Regions from separate parts of the Mus musculus genome. Here all the other regions are linked to region 2. The links are chromatin contacts, called in public Hi-C and HiChIP or PLAC-seq maps. All regions are on one chromosome and are shown on one strand. Each heading gives the region's core, a stretch centred on a gene start, on an enhancer-like site or on the middle of the called end of the contact. The rest is flanking DNA. Distances are from core to core; before and after follow the strand shown. Region 1 overlaps Tnfsf8 (tumor necrosis factor (ligand) superfamily, member 8). Region 2 overlaps Akna (AT-hook transcription factor). Region 3 holds the start of Tnfsf8 (tumor necrosis factor (ligand) superfamily, member 8).

Region 1 (4,007 bases), core at 871-3,370, 450 kb after region 2:
ATCAAGTGACCATAGGTGTGTGGGTTCATTTCTGGGTCTTCAATTCTATTCCATTGATCTACCTACCTGTCTGTCGCTGTACCAGTACCATGCAGGAAACACCAATTACTTTTCTTTGATTTCTCTTAACATCAAAGGACTCAATTACCCAATAAAAAGATATAGACTAACAAACTGGCTACACAAACAGGACCCAACATTTTGCTGCTTACAGGAAACCCACCTCGGGGATAAAGACAGACACTACCTCAGAGTAAAAGGCTGGAAAGCAATTTTCAAGCAAATGGTCTGAAGAAACAAGCTGGAGTAGCCATTCTAATATCAAATAAAATTGACTTCCAACTCAAAGTTATCTAAAAAGACAAGAAGGGGCACTTCATACTCATCAAAGGTAAAAATCTACCAAAAGTTCATCTACAAAATGAACTCTCAATTCTAAATATCTATGCTCCAAACGCAAGGGCAGCCACATTCATTAAAGAAACTTTAGTAAAGCTCAAAGCACACATTGCACCTCACACAATAATAGTGGGAGACTTCAACACCCGACTCACCAACGGACAGATCCTGGAAACAGAAACTAAACAGAGACACATGGGTACTACCAGTTACTTCCTTTATCTTATTGTCCAGATTCATTCGAGAAAGACCCTGGGGCCCCGAGAACAGCTAGAAGCTGAGTGAAGGGTTCCCTCTGCTGTCTGAGCAAGCTCACTACTAGAGGAACCCCCAGCAGAAGTAGGGGCAGTATTCATCTCTAGCTGTTCTGGACTCACACGGGGCTTCTGGCCCATCAAAGGCTGAAGGCCAGCTTCCACTCTCTAGATCTTAGCCCATAATTATCATCTAAGCAGTGTTCTTGTGAGGCTTGTTGCTGCCCTGCACATACTCGTGGATGTGTATAACCAGAAATTTGATCCCAAAGTGTAATAGTCTAAGGAAGTGTGACTGTTGTCCAATCTCATCTTTGGGACTGTAGAACATCAACCAAAAGAAACCAGAGAGATGCAAATCGGACTCTCTTTGCTGTGAATCACTTTCTAATTTATGTTCCCTACAGCTCTGATGGGCTTTTGACTCCTCCCAATCTCTCCAGTATCAGCCCATACCCTCCCTCATTTTATTCTGTGTCTTAATAGTAATAAATGTCATCACCACTACCACCATCATAACTAATGTTGACTATTTCTGTAATGTTTTACTGAGCATGCTACAGCCATGATTTCATTTTTACATTTTTTTACAAGCATCCCATAAGAGATTTAATTTTTACAATCATCCCATGAGAGATAGTTTACAGTTATCTCTGTTATTTACATTAGAAACTATAGGTTTTAAAAGTTTAACTGGAGGGTGGGCAAAGATGGAGCAGAGACTGAAGAAATGGCCAAACAATAACGGCCCAACTTGAGACCTATCCCTTGGGTAAACACTAATCTCTGACACTATTACGGATGCCATGTTGTGCTTGCAGACAGGAGTCTAGCATAACTGTCCTCTGAGATGCTCTACCCGGCAGCTGACTGAAACAGATGCAGATGCCGTATGAAGTATGAAGCAGAGGACTGCTTTGTATTGCCTCAGCAGGAGAGGATGTGCATAATTAATCCTGCAGGGACTTGATATTCCAGGGTGGGAGGGGATATATGGGTGAGGAGTGGGGGAGCATCCTCCTAGAGGAGAAGGGGAGGGGAAATGGGAAGAAGGACTCTGTGAGGGAGGAATGGGATGAGGGTGCAGCAGTTGGAATATAAATAAATAAATAGATGAATAAGAAAGGGTTAACTGGCTTGTTCTCAGCCACACATCTAGTTGCTAGTAGGGTGGAGATCAAAACTCAGTCAGTGTGACTCTAATGCCCAAACGGATTTCCCCCCACTCTACACAAGTTTGGAGACGTGCAGCTCCAGTACACAACTACATGGATATGCTTCCACCTGCATACCTCTGGTTCCTGTCAAGTGGAATGCCCTGCCTCTATCAAGCCAGTTGTCCTTTAAAACACATCCTGGCAGAGACTACTGTTTAGTCTCTCCTACTGATCAGCCAAGAAGATGCATTTGCTGAGTGGAGTCAACTAGACCATCTCTCTTATTTCCTTCTGTAGCTCTGGCTGGACCAGTGCTAAGGGCATCAGTGTAGTGAGAAGGAGTGCTTGCTTTTTCCCCTGGCAGGGAGAATATTGGCCTGACTCTCACAGATTCTAAGTTAGGTGGAAAAGTAGGATTCATGCCCTGGATCAAAGCCAGGATGTCACATCAAAAACAGGCTCTATCTCTCTAGTCCTAAGGTCCCTCTGTATCAGGTGGCTTGTGGTGATATCTGCCAGAGCTGAGCATCTACAGATGGTGGCAGAAGTACAAGCCCAGGCTTGTCTCTCACACATGCAGGCGTTTTTTTCTTCTGTTTTTCCCCTTTGGTCTTCATGTGTACAGTGGGGTGACCTCAGCTGTAATTCTGAGAAACCCAATGATGGAAAAAGTCTACCTTATTTTGAAGCATTTGCATTTCCTGAAGTCAAATGGCAGGCATACTGTAGTTTTTCTTCAAGAATTGATTAGATAGTTTCATGCTTAAGACTAAGCACAGGCTTCTCCTTCTAAGAATGCCATTGCTGGAGTTGGTTCAAGGAGGGGCTGGGTATTGAGAGATTGACACTGTTGAGCTGGAAGAAGACCTTGGAGAAGGGTGCCATCTCTGTTACTTCACTTTTGGAGGTGTCAGCAAAAGAAGAGTGAAGGATGCGTGGTGGGGTTCAAACCCCAAGAGTCTTAGTGGCTTCTGAAGGCTTAAAATGCTCTCAGCTGACAACTAACACCACTCTGATCTCCTTTTCCTCACATGGTTTCCGGGGCAGACATATAAGAAGGACACCCAAGTTATAACCCAAGTCACAGAGATGGGAGCTTGAATATTTGGCCAGTCAGTGCTGTTCAAAAAGTGGGCTGGCCGCTTTGAAAGTCACAGGGATCTTGCTAAGACCTAGACAATATTTTGTGGGGTACCAGTCATGCAACTCAAGTCTCATCAGCTTGTGAACCCATGATAAGATAGTCTATTGTGGATATGAAGACTTGTATAGGTGCCCCAGGCAGTAGGAATCTTGCTGTGGCTCCAGAGATTTGTGGACTGAGCATCTAGACTGTATCTCTGCAATCTGTCTCCTCAGTGCCTGAGTCTGGAGGGGTTTATTCTGAGAGAAGAGGCTTAGTTGATGTTTGGATGTTGGGAGTCTGGAATATTCTCTTTCAGATTTTAGCGTTCCTATTTAGATGGGGAACATTGTTGACTGAGATGTAGAAATGCCTTTCTAGATCATTCTAGAGCAGTGAGGGTTAAAGGGAGGAGAGATGAGTCTGTAGCCATTACACACACCCGGGACTGAAGCCTCAGGAGACAGCTGGAGGACGTTGCTGGGAAAGCAGCTTCAGGGTGCCTTCCTGATCCTGAGTCTGGGAGAGTGCCCGGGTCAAGTCACAGGTCAGGGAAATGGGGCTTTCGAGTCAGATGATTTGTGACCTAGTCAACTTCTTCAGAACGACTCCTATAAGGACCGGGCAGATGGTGCTTCTCAGAGAACATGTGGTTCTAGTGAAGGTGTTGGATCCGTCATTTCCTCTCCCAGAACTTCAGCTCCTTACTGTACCAGTGAAGTAAACCCAGTGACACTCAACAGAGATGCGTAGCTAATATGACACACATTAAGATTACAGATGTCTAGTAACAGACACAGCACATGGCTAGCCGTGACTCTGAGAATGTGAGGTCGCTTTTCTTTTTGTCTCTTTTTCTTGTTTTCTTGGGATAGCTCTGTGATGCCATACAGAGAGGATTAGATAACGAGATGCTCATTAAAATGAAACACTGTATTACCTGTGAGAGTAGAGTTTCCCACTTCTGGACACAATTGTTTGAGGCTCTCTGATTTGAAGGGGTGGGGCGGGGAGGGATGAAACACTGTATCGCCTGTGAGAGTAGGTTTTCTCAGTTCTCTACACAATTGTTTG
Region 2 (4,159 bases), core at 883-3,382:
TGGGTTGCGGGATAGAGAAGGATAAGACCTTGCTTCCTTGTGGCATTGACCCCGAGCAGAAGCTCTGACTGGGCTGTGGTGGGTCTGAATACAGGTGCACCTGAGGAAGAGGGAGGCAGGGAGGGAAGGAGTCAGACAGGGCGAGCTCACTGCAAAGAGGCCACAGCGCATCTGTTATCCAGGCTTCCTCCTTCCTCCTTCCACCACACAGGAGCCCCATCCTTAGCCTGGGAATCACGAACACCACTTTTCAGTGGGTCCTACACTGGGCGGAGGACTTAAAAGCCGCCTCCTATTGTCTTTCCAGAGGTCCTGAAAACGAGGCAGGTAGGGATGACTTTCCCTGTTTTTCTTTTTGTAAATTCGTCTCTCCTACGATATATCCTGACAGCAGCCTTCCCTCCCTCACTCCTCCCAGTTCCTCCCCCCAGTTCCCCTCCCGCACAGATCCACTGCTCCTCCGTGTCCCTTCAGAAAAGAGCAGGCCTCACAGAGATATCAATGGAACACAGCTTAACCAGTTACAATAATACAAGGAACAAACTCTCATATCAAGGCTGGCGAGGCAACCCAGTAAGAGAAAAGGGGTCCCAAGAGCAGGCAAAACAGTAAGAGACACCCCCCACTCCCACTTTTAGGAGCCCCACAAAAAACCCAAGCTAAGCAACCATAACATATATGCAGAGGACCTAGCACAGGCCCATGCGGGCTCCGAGATTGACGCTTCAGTCTCTGTGAGCCCCTACGAGCCCTAGACTCCCAGAAGTTAAGTGCCACAAGAGATCACCAGCTAGCTCTTACACTGGTAACAATAATGGTTACTAGTGATGGTTATTATATGTGTGTAACACATATATGATAATCATTAACGTTTTAATGAAATATTTCCAATAATAACTACATTGATAATGATAAACAGTAAATAGTAGATGGCTGTCTGAATGAAGGAAGGAGATGTTACGTGCACAAACAGAGCCTTCTAGTTGTGCTCTGACCTTGAAGATGGTGTGGGAAGTGTGTAGGGAGGGGGGCAGCTGATGGGGGGGGGGGATACACTGGAGCTCAGCAGGAGGGAATCCTGGTTCCAAGCAGGGGTGTGAACACAGATGGGGAGCCAGGGTCTGCTTTTGTATCCAGGGGCTCCCTGGCTGCAGGCACATCTGCCATCGTGTGCCACCAATGGCAGCTTTCACACCGTAGCAGCCAAGCTGGGCCGGCCCTGACAGAGGTTGTGGAAACCACAGCTGAAAATACTCAGTCTGGCTTGCTTGGCTTAATGTGTGCTCCAAAGTCAGAGGCCAGGCACCGACTCAGGCTCCGTCATGATACACCTCAGTTCTGGAGTGGATGGCACAGTTGGCATCACCGTGCATGAAGTCAGTGTAAGTAAATGGTAGCTCTCACCTGGCACTGTGAACTGTGATCGTCTGGAAGAGACTGTCCCCAATAGCTTTGGAATTTGAATACTTGGTCCCAGCTGGTGGCATTTTGGTGGGGGGGGGGGGGGTAGGACTAGGCGATGTGGCCTTGCTGAAGGAAGTGTATCACTGGGGTGAGCGAGCGCTGAGGCTTCGAGTGCCACACGCAAGTCTCAGTTTGCTCCCTCTGCTTTCTGCTTGTAGTTTATGCTGTGAGCGCTCAGCTTGCTGTTCAGACTGCCAACTGTGCTTCTCCACCGTGATGGTGATGGACCCTTGAGCCATAAACCCACCTAACTCCCTCCTTCTGTATGTTGGCTGGTCATGGTATCTTATCATAGCAATAAGAGAGTAACTAATACAGTCACCAGCATCTCCACCATCACCATCCTCCCTGTCGTCAGCGCAACACCAATAGTACCATCACCACATCACTCCCATCAGCACCATCATAGTCTTCACCATTACCGTAACCTTAACCATCATCCCTGTATCTTCAACATCCTCCCTATCCTTATGTGAATATGGCCACCGTGAAAGTGGACCAGTAAAAAAGATACACTCCTATGATGCCTTACTACCCATTTAAGAGCTCAGGTGGGCTATCCTGACTGCTCTCTGCCACCCCATGATCGGGACTAAGCAGCTGAAGATAGGCCTGACTTAGGAGTTCCACAGCCTTCAGACAGGAAGCCCCTTTGCATAAGCTGTTCTTTGAAGCCTGGCTGTCTCAAGTGTAATTTGGTGACACTGCCTCCCCCTGCCTGAGCCTCCCTAGCTGAGAACAAAGCTGGATTTTCATAATCCTCTGGGCCATCTGCTCAGCTTCGCCTGTGGGGGCCTGCCTATCAACACCCTTTTCTTCCTGAGGTGACCCAAATCCCAGGGGTGGCCCTGCCCTCTTGTGTTCCCCGCCCACTGTGCCAAGGCCCCACCTGAGGAGCAGCAGGAACCTGGCAGCTTCCAGATACAGAGGATGGAAACGAGGGAGACAGAGCCCCAGGACTGTGAGGCCCTGGCCATCCAGAGGAAGTAGGGAGTAGGGAGGGCACTTAGCAACTGCTGAGCCGTAGGGCCTGTGCCTGCCATGACCTGCCATTCTGGACAGACAGTGACACTGCCATGCAGTGACACTCAGAAGCCCTAGGGACTCTGTGCAGGGTGGACCAGCGAGTTTGGGAAACATGGGGTTAAACCTATGAGTATTCTGGGCACAGATGGGGTCTCAAGCCTTTAAAATGGTAATGAGCTCTATGAATGGGGCAAAAGGGGTGGGAAGAAAACACAGCCGCCCTCGCCCCCCCCCCCCCATATACACTGAACCCCATCAGGAGCTTCTGCTCCAGAGTGGCAGCAGAACACACTTCACGAAAGGTGCTGACATCATCCCCAATTCCTTTAAGGGTGGCTTCTGTCTCCTCACCGGTTTCACATCCCCCTAAAGCCGAGACAGGAGCTGGGAGGAAGTCGCAATAGGACAGCGAGTGGTGACATCACCACAGATTCTAGAGTCAGCACACAGAGTAAAGCCCACCCATGACTCCTAATTAGTCCTGGTCCCCTAGCCCATGCTCCCCAGACTGTGTGGTTCCTAGACGCTCCTAGATCTAAGCTCGGCCTTCCCTGGCAGTTTTTCTGGCTGCAGATTCGGTGAGCGTTGCTGGCTTGGCTTTGTCAGAGTAAGTGAGCCATGGGCCCTGCAGCCAGTGTTCAGGGTCAAAACCTAGCTCGGGCACCTCTACCTTGTGTGACCCTGCTAGGTTTTATGTGACAGAGAGGTTATCTCTGTGCCCAGTTGTAAATGACTTAGGATAGCAGTTAACAGAATCACCAGTGGATATTCTCCTATCACCATGGCCTGCCTGTCTGTAGGCTTGTCCCACACACCATGCTGGACCAGATCTAGGGATCCCAGACCTGAGGAAACTATACCATCTGCAAAGAACAGACAGATCCACGGGGACGTGCCACCTTTGTGTCTCACACTTGCTCTAGGACACTCACAGCTTAGCCTTTTGTCTGCAAGTGGAGGGGACACCCTTAGTCTGGGACTGGATTCTGGTTCAGCTGATGTTGGTCTCAGTTCCATCGGACTGTGGTTCCCAGTTCCCCACCACAGAGGGTGTATTCCAGCCTGGTTCCCTCTTGGGTGGGCCCAGCCCTGCCCCCTACATTGTTCTGGGCTCTGGCCAGAGCCTCAGCAGGTGCTAGAGAAGTCATGTTCAAAGATCCCTGTGAGAGACAGGAAGCCGATGGGATCCAGAACCTCTCATTCAGGTTTCTCCTAATTCAGGTCCGTTCAGGTGGACTTTGTGGAGAACATCTTCTGGTAGAGAACATGGAACTCAGAAATTGAAGCATCTGTGGGCCCTGATCCCCTGTTCTCCCCTGCAAGTTGGGACCCTGAGCTGTGCCCCAGTTACTCCCAAAATGGCAATGAGGCTGGGGTGGAGGGAATTATGGGCCATTTTCAGTGCAATCACTCGAACAGAACTCACTCTTTTCTTGGGCCAAAGAGTTATCATTTCAGAGAGCAGCAGAGGGAGGCTGAACCATCCAGCATCTCCTACAGTTTATCCTGGGAGCCCTCTCTGCAGCTCTCCCCAGGCCTGTCCTCAGACTCCCTCTCAATGCTCGGAGCTCTGGGTCACCTAAAGACATCAGTGGGAGTTATTGTCTTCCAAAAGGTCTGCTCACAGCCCCACAGATGTAACCCAATAGATGTGTCTAGAAGACCATGT
Region 3 (3,845 bases), core at 696-3,195, 470 kb after region 2:
TGCTTCTGCACAGTGCCACCATCAGCCTTCCCCACCTTGGCTTCTTCCCCACACCCAGCAGTTCTGCCTGTGTCCTCTGAATGACAAATGTCTTCAGGCTACTCTAATCTCTCTTGCCTGGCCATTACTGCAAAACAATATACATCTGGTGTATGGAAAATCAGAGTGACAGAAAGTAGAGAATGTGGAGAGAAGAGAAAGTGCCCAGAGGTTTGTCTGCGAGTCCTTCTTGGCCTGATGCAAACGATCCATGAACTGATGTGTCCCATCAGCTCTGCAGGCCAAGTGTGAATAACTCCCTTCTTACACTGCCAAGGAGGAAGGAGCTTTAAAGCTTTATTTCAATATCCATACTTGCTGATACTTGTAAGGCCCTAGCTTTCAGCAACTAGTATGCTGCAGAGTCTGTGGTCCAAGGCAACTTGGAAGAATTATAAATTAGGTGAGTTCACACTTGGGCAGGGTGTTGCACCAGTGGTATTCATACAGTATCCAAATCACCATGCCTGGATCTCACCCCAAGCCTGTGAGTCATGTGAGCTGACCACGCAGTCCTTTCCAGACAGTGTGTAAGAGTTCTCTCTCAAGGATACTTTTCTAAGCTACGGTTTGACTTTCTCCCCCTACCCCCATTTCAAACAAACGAAATTTCCCAAGATGGTGTGGCCCTGCACATTATGTGTGCATCTCAGAGGGTACAGGTGACAAAAACACTGCTACTTTTCAACACCCTGAACTCTTCAAAGCCAGTGGCTTGTGAGGAAGCTTTCGATTTCTTTTGTGGGTTTTAACATTGAAATAGCAGAGCTCTGGGAAGACTTGGCCTCTCTCTCTCTCTCTCTCTCTCTCTCTCTCTCTCTCTCTCTCTCTCTCCCTCTCCCTCTCTCTCTCCCTCTCTCTCTCTCTCTCTCTCTCTCTCTCTCTCTCTCAAATATCACAGTCTTTAAAAAGTAGCTCCTCACTAAAAACAAGCAAGCAAGCAAGAAAACAACCACAACAAACAAACAAACAATAGCAACAACAGACTCTCGGCAAAAGAGAGGCCTCAGAAGTCCTGGGAGCACGGATTGAGGACATAACCTTAGAATTAGGATGAGCGCCTTACAGAGGTGATACCCACATGCGCACTCGCCATCAGGGCTCCCTATGCTTCCTCCCTCCATACTGTGAGGCTGTGACCCATCTGGGCTTCAATCTTAACTTCTCAAGGTCAGCAGCTCTTCTGTTGGCTCCAGTACATCTGGAAATTTTTGAGCTCATGTCCAGTTCTATTTCTTTTAAAAAATTCCCACTGAGTGCAGAAAGTTCATTTCTAGTTTTTCCCCTTTTCTCTGATATAATCTCTCTCTATATATGCATAGTTTTACTTATTTTCACTTTTTAAATTTTTTTTTTTTTTTTTTTTTTTTTTTGCTCCTAGTTAAACTATTCATTAGCTTCCCAGAGCTGTTCCTCTAGAGGACACACATTATAAATGAGGAAAGAAAAGCAGAAAAAAGATGTTTACTCACCTTTTTCTGGACTACCAGTACCAGAATGATCGCCACTGCCACAACAAGGCACACCAGTGCGGTGGTGCTGAGGTAGAAGTAGCTGCGACTTGTGCTTCTCCAGGGCCTCGTGCTTCTCCAGGGGCTGGCTACCGAGCCGGGCTGCACCTGCATGGCTGGGTCAGGGGAAGGAGCCCCACAGCTGCCTGCTTGTTGCAGCCCTGGCTCCATGCTTTATATAGTCTGTCCCACATCACACCTTATCTCTCCTCATCTGATTCGGTTCTGTACCCAGCTCTGTTCCAAGAAGGATTTTCCCCTGCATCCTGGATCATGTGACTTGGAAAAAAGCCTTCACCAGTTGCCGGATGGAGAAACTCTTCTCTGGGGGCGTGAGGCGAAGGGTGGCTGCAAGGGTGGGGGAGAGGTTCATTTTTCATCGCCTGGGATTAATCTGAGTGCAGAGAAATTGTAGCGAGATAGACGATGGTTGATGTCAGCGGGTGGTAGGAAGGAGACAGTTCCGCGTGAGTGTACACCAACCACTTCTGTTTCCTTTAGGCTCAGCCACAGAACGCCTTGCCGCGGGGACCCTGCACACTGCATGATCCATGCTGGTGGCCCAGGAAGCTTCCAGATTAGTCTCTTTGCTGGGTCCCTGGAGATGGCAGTCCTTTGTCAGCAGCACAATGACTGTTGGGGTTGTCCAACAATTACAGCATGCTCTAAACTGGAAACATACCCATTTCTGGGAAAGAAGAGCCCACTGTTTGGGCATTTACCTACCTGGAGACAAGGTTGTGGCAGTAGGATATTTGAGGATAGTTTCAAAGACATGGTGAGAGAAGAGGAATTTGGAAATAATTTGCTGTTGAACCAAAGCTCCTCTATCTCTTGCAGGGTGCTCTCCAGGGCTGTTAAATTTGCCGATGAAACTGGCTTGCCCTAAAGTTCATACTAGGGGAAGAAATTAGTGAGGGGGTCAGGAAGGGGAGGCTCAGTGCTGTGGAACGAGTGTGTGAAGTGTCTGTGGGTTGTATGGGGGTGCAAATAGTGTTCCAGGTGTTTGTGATGAGTTTGTGGACAGAGGTTACTAGAATTGAACATTCTGGCTCAGGTACAGTCTTGGGAACTTGGCTTAGAGGCTGACTTCACACTCGTCACCAGCCTCAGAGGCAAGTAGTATTTCTTCTTCACAGCATAGAGAACTGAGACCCAGCATAAAAGCATTCTTAATCAAATCTACCAGTGTTAATCTAATGGTAAAACTTGGTGGTATATGCAAACCAGCCTGGCTCCAAAAGCCTGCCGGACCCTTTCCTTACAGGCTGAAAACCTCAGGTTGCATCTTAGCCTTTCCTCTTCTCAGCATTGCTCCTTGAATAAGTCAACGCAGCCCCTGCTTTCACCCCAGTCTGCTTTGCAGTCATGGGGAAGATCAAACAGGATGATGTAAGAGGGCTTCCTGAATGGGAATGGACTTGGCAGCTGTTGTTGAACAATTCCTGTTAAACAGCCCAAGTTGCCCTCTGGGCCATGTCTGGAATTTCATATAATAAATAGATTTCTGGGACACAGAGCTGGATCGTATCTGTTGCTATGAATGACCTTTCTTTCAGAATATTCTCTAAAAGCTTCAGAGCTGCCTCCAGATGTGGCCTTCTGAAACCTCACTTGCTATTTCCCTTGAGGTAGACAGCACCTTCTCTTTTGACTATACACTACCTCTGCAGGTCACAGGACATGTCAGAAGCCCCAAAGAAATGCCGGATCCAAAGCCCAGCTCAGATTATTTAGCTTTCTGGATCTGTGTAGATCTCTCTTTGAGCATTCTGCAAGGCAGCTTAGACTTAGGAGATGGTCTAGAGGCCCTTTTTGGTGAGTTTATAAAATGAAAAACCACAGAGGAGGGATAGGTAGTGAGGAATGAACTGGTGAGTATCTTCTTCGAGGGCAGTGTCTCCATCTGGTTGTCAAGGAAACTGAGCCTGGGGTTTGGAAGACAGATTTGTCCTTAGCCACTTGTCCTGCTGGTTTAGATAGGGCAAGGCAAGTTAGTGTTTTGGGGGGGTACACTTGTTTGATTTGGGGAGAAAGCCTTGTCCTTTGGTAGGTACGGACAGGGAGTGGGTGGCAATCTGCCCAGAGCTGCTGAGAACCGGCTGCTCCCTTGGCCCTCTCTGTTTAGCCCCTTTGATCGAAGTGGAAAACTTCTGATTGCTGAATGGAAGCTGTGGGTGTTGAAAAATAAAAAGGCTTCGTTTAAAGTTCAGGTCTTCCTGAAGGCCCATGGGGCTGAGGAGGCAGTGGAAAAAAATGTTTGTCTTATACTTACAGTTTTGCATATTGTACATT

What was found. Hi-C and Micro-C count contacts between places; a contact is called where the count stands out from the background. HiChIP or PLAC-seq counts read pairs in DNA pulled down with a chosen protein or histone mark.
Region 1: a contact with region 2 is called in an H3K27ac HiChIP or PLAC-seq map of regulatory T cells, with 7 times the contacts expected there. The contact joins two enhancer-like sites. A contact is called at or near these places in 7 of 39 promoter capture datasets (the 3T3-L1 cell line, the HPC-7 cell line, cranial neural crest and 4 more), 8 of 484 Hi-C or Micro-C datasets (CD4 T cells, CD8 T cells, the HL-1 cell line and 4 more) and 6 of 115 datasets of contacts at active chromatin or transcription factors (CD8 T cells, acute myeloid leukemia, embryonic stem cells and 3 more).
Region 3: a contact with region 2 is called in a Hi-C map of CD8 T cells, with 2.3 times the contacts expected there. The contact joins the promoter of Tnfsf8 here to the enhancer-like site in region 2. A contact is called at or near these places in 2 of 39 promoter capture datasets (both in liver), 4 of 484 Hi-C or Micro-C datasets (CD4 T cells, CD8 T cells and T follicular helper cells), 5 of 115 datasets of contacts at active chromatin or transcription factors (CD8 T cells, bone marrow-derived macrophages, effector CD8 T cells and 1 more) and 1 of 9 other capture datasets (liver).

What each region holds. Positions count from the first base shown.
Region 1 is chr4:63,839,976-63,843,982 of GRCm38.p6, forward strand. The region is part of intron 2 of Tnfsf8 (tumor necrosis factor (ligand) superfamily, member 8); the gene reads right to left. Among named protein-coding and RNA genes, the nearest start is that of Tnfsf8, 19 kb to the right of the region's middle. Within about 2 kb of position 2,121, at least 23 of the 459 cell types and tissues checked have an H3K27ac peak or open chromatin away from gene starts, as enhancers often do. A contact at or near this core is called in CD8 T cells, Th17 cells and regulatory T cells, where this site is marked.
Region 2 is chr4:63,387,054-63,391,212 of GRCm38.p6, forward strand. It overlaps Akna (AT-hook transcription factor), which reads right to left. Exons shown (of 22, transcript NM_001045514.3): 5 at 1-100. Aknaos (a long non-coding RNA gene) reads left to right here. Exons shown (of 4, transcript XR_003955426.1): 2 at 1-327; 3 at 1,138-1,382; 4 at 1,623-4,159. Among named protein-coding and RNA genes, the nearest start is that of Gm52742, 6.2 kb to the right of the region's middle. Within about 2 kb of position 2,133, at least 122 of the 459 cell types and tissues checked have an H3K27ac peak or open chromatin away from gene starts, as enhancers often do. A contact at or near this core is called in CD8 T cells, T follicular helper cells, Th17 cells and 3 more, where this site is marked.
Region 3 is chr4:63,859,339-63,863,183 of GRCm38.p6, forward strand. Tnfsf8 (tumor necrosis factor (ligand) superfamily, member 8) reads right to left here and starts at 1,946. Exons shown (of 4, transcript NM_009403.3): 1 at 1,512-1,946. The coding sequence starts at 1,721.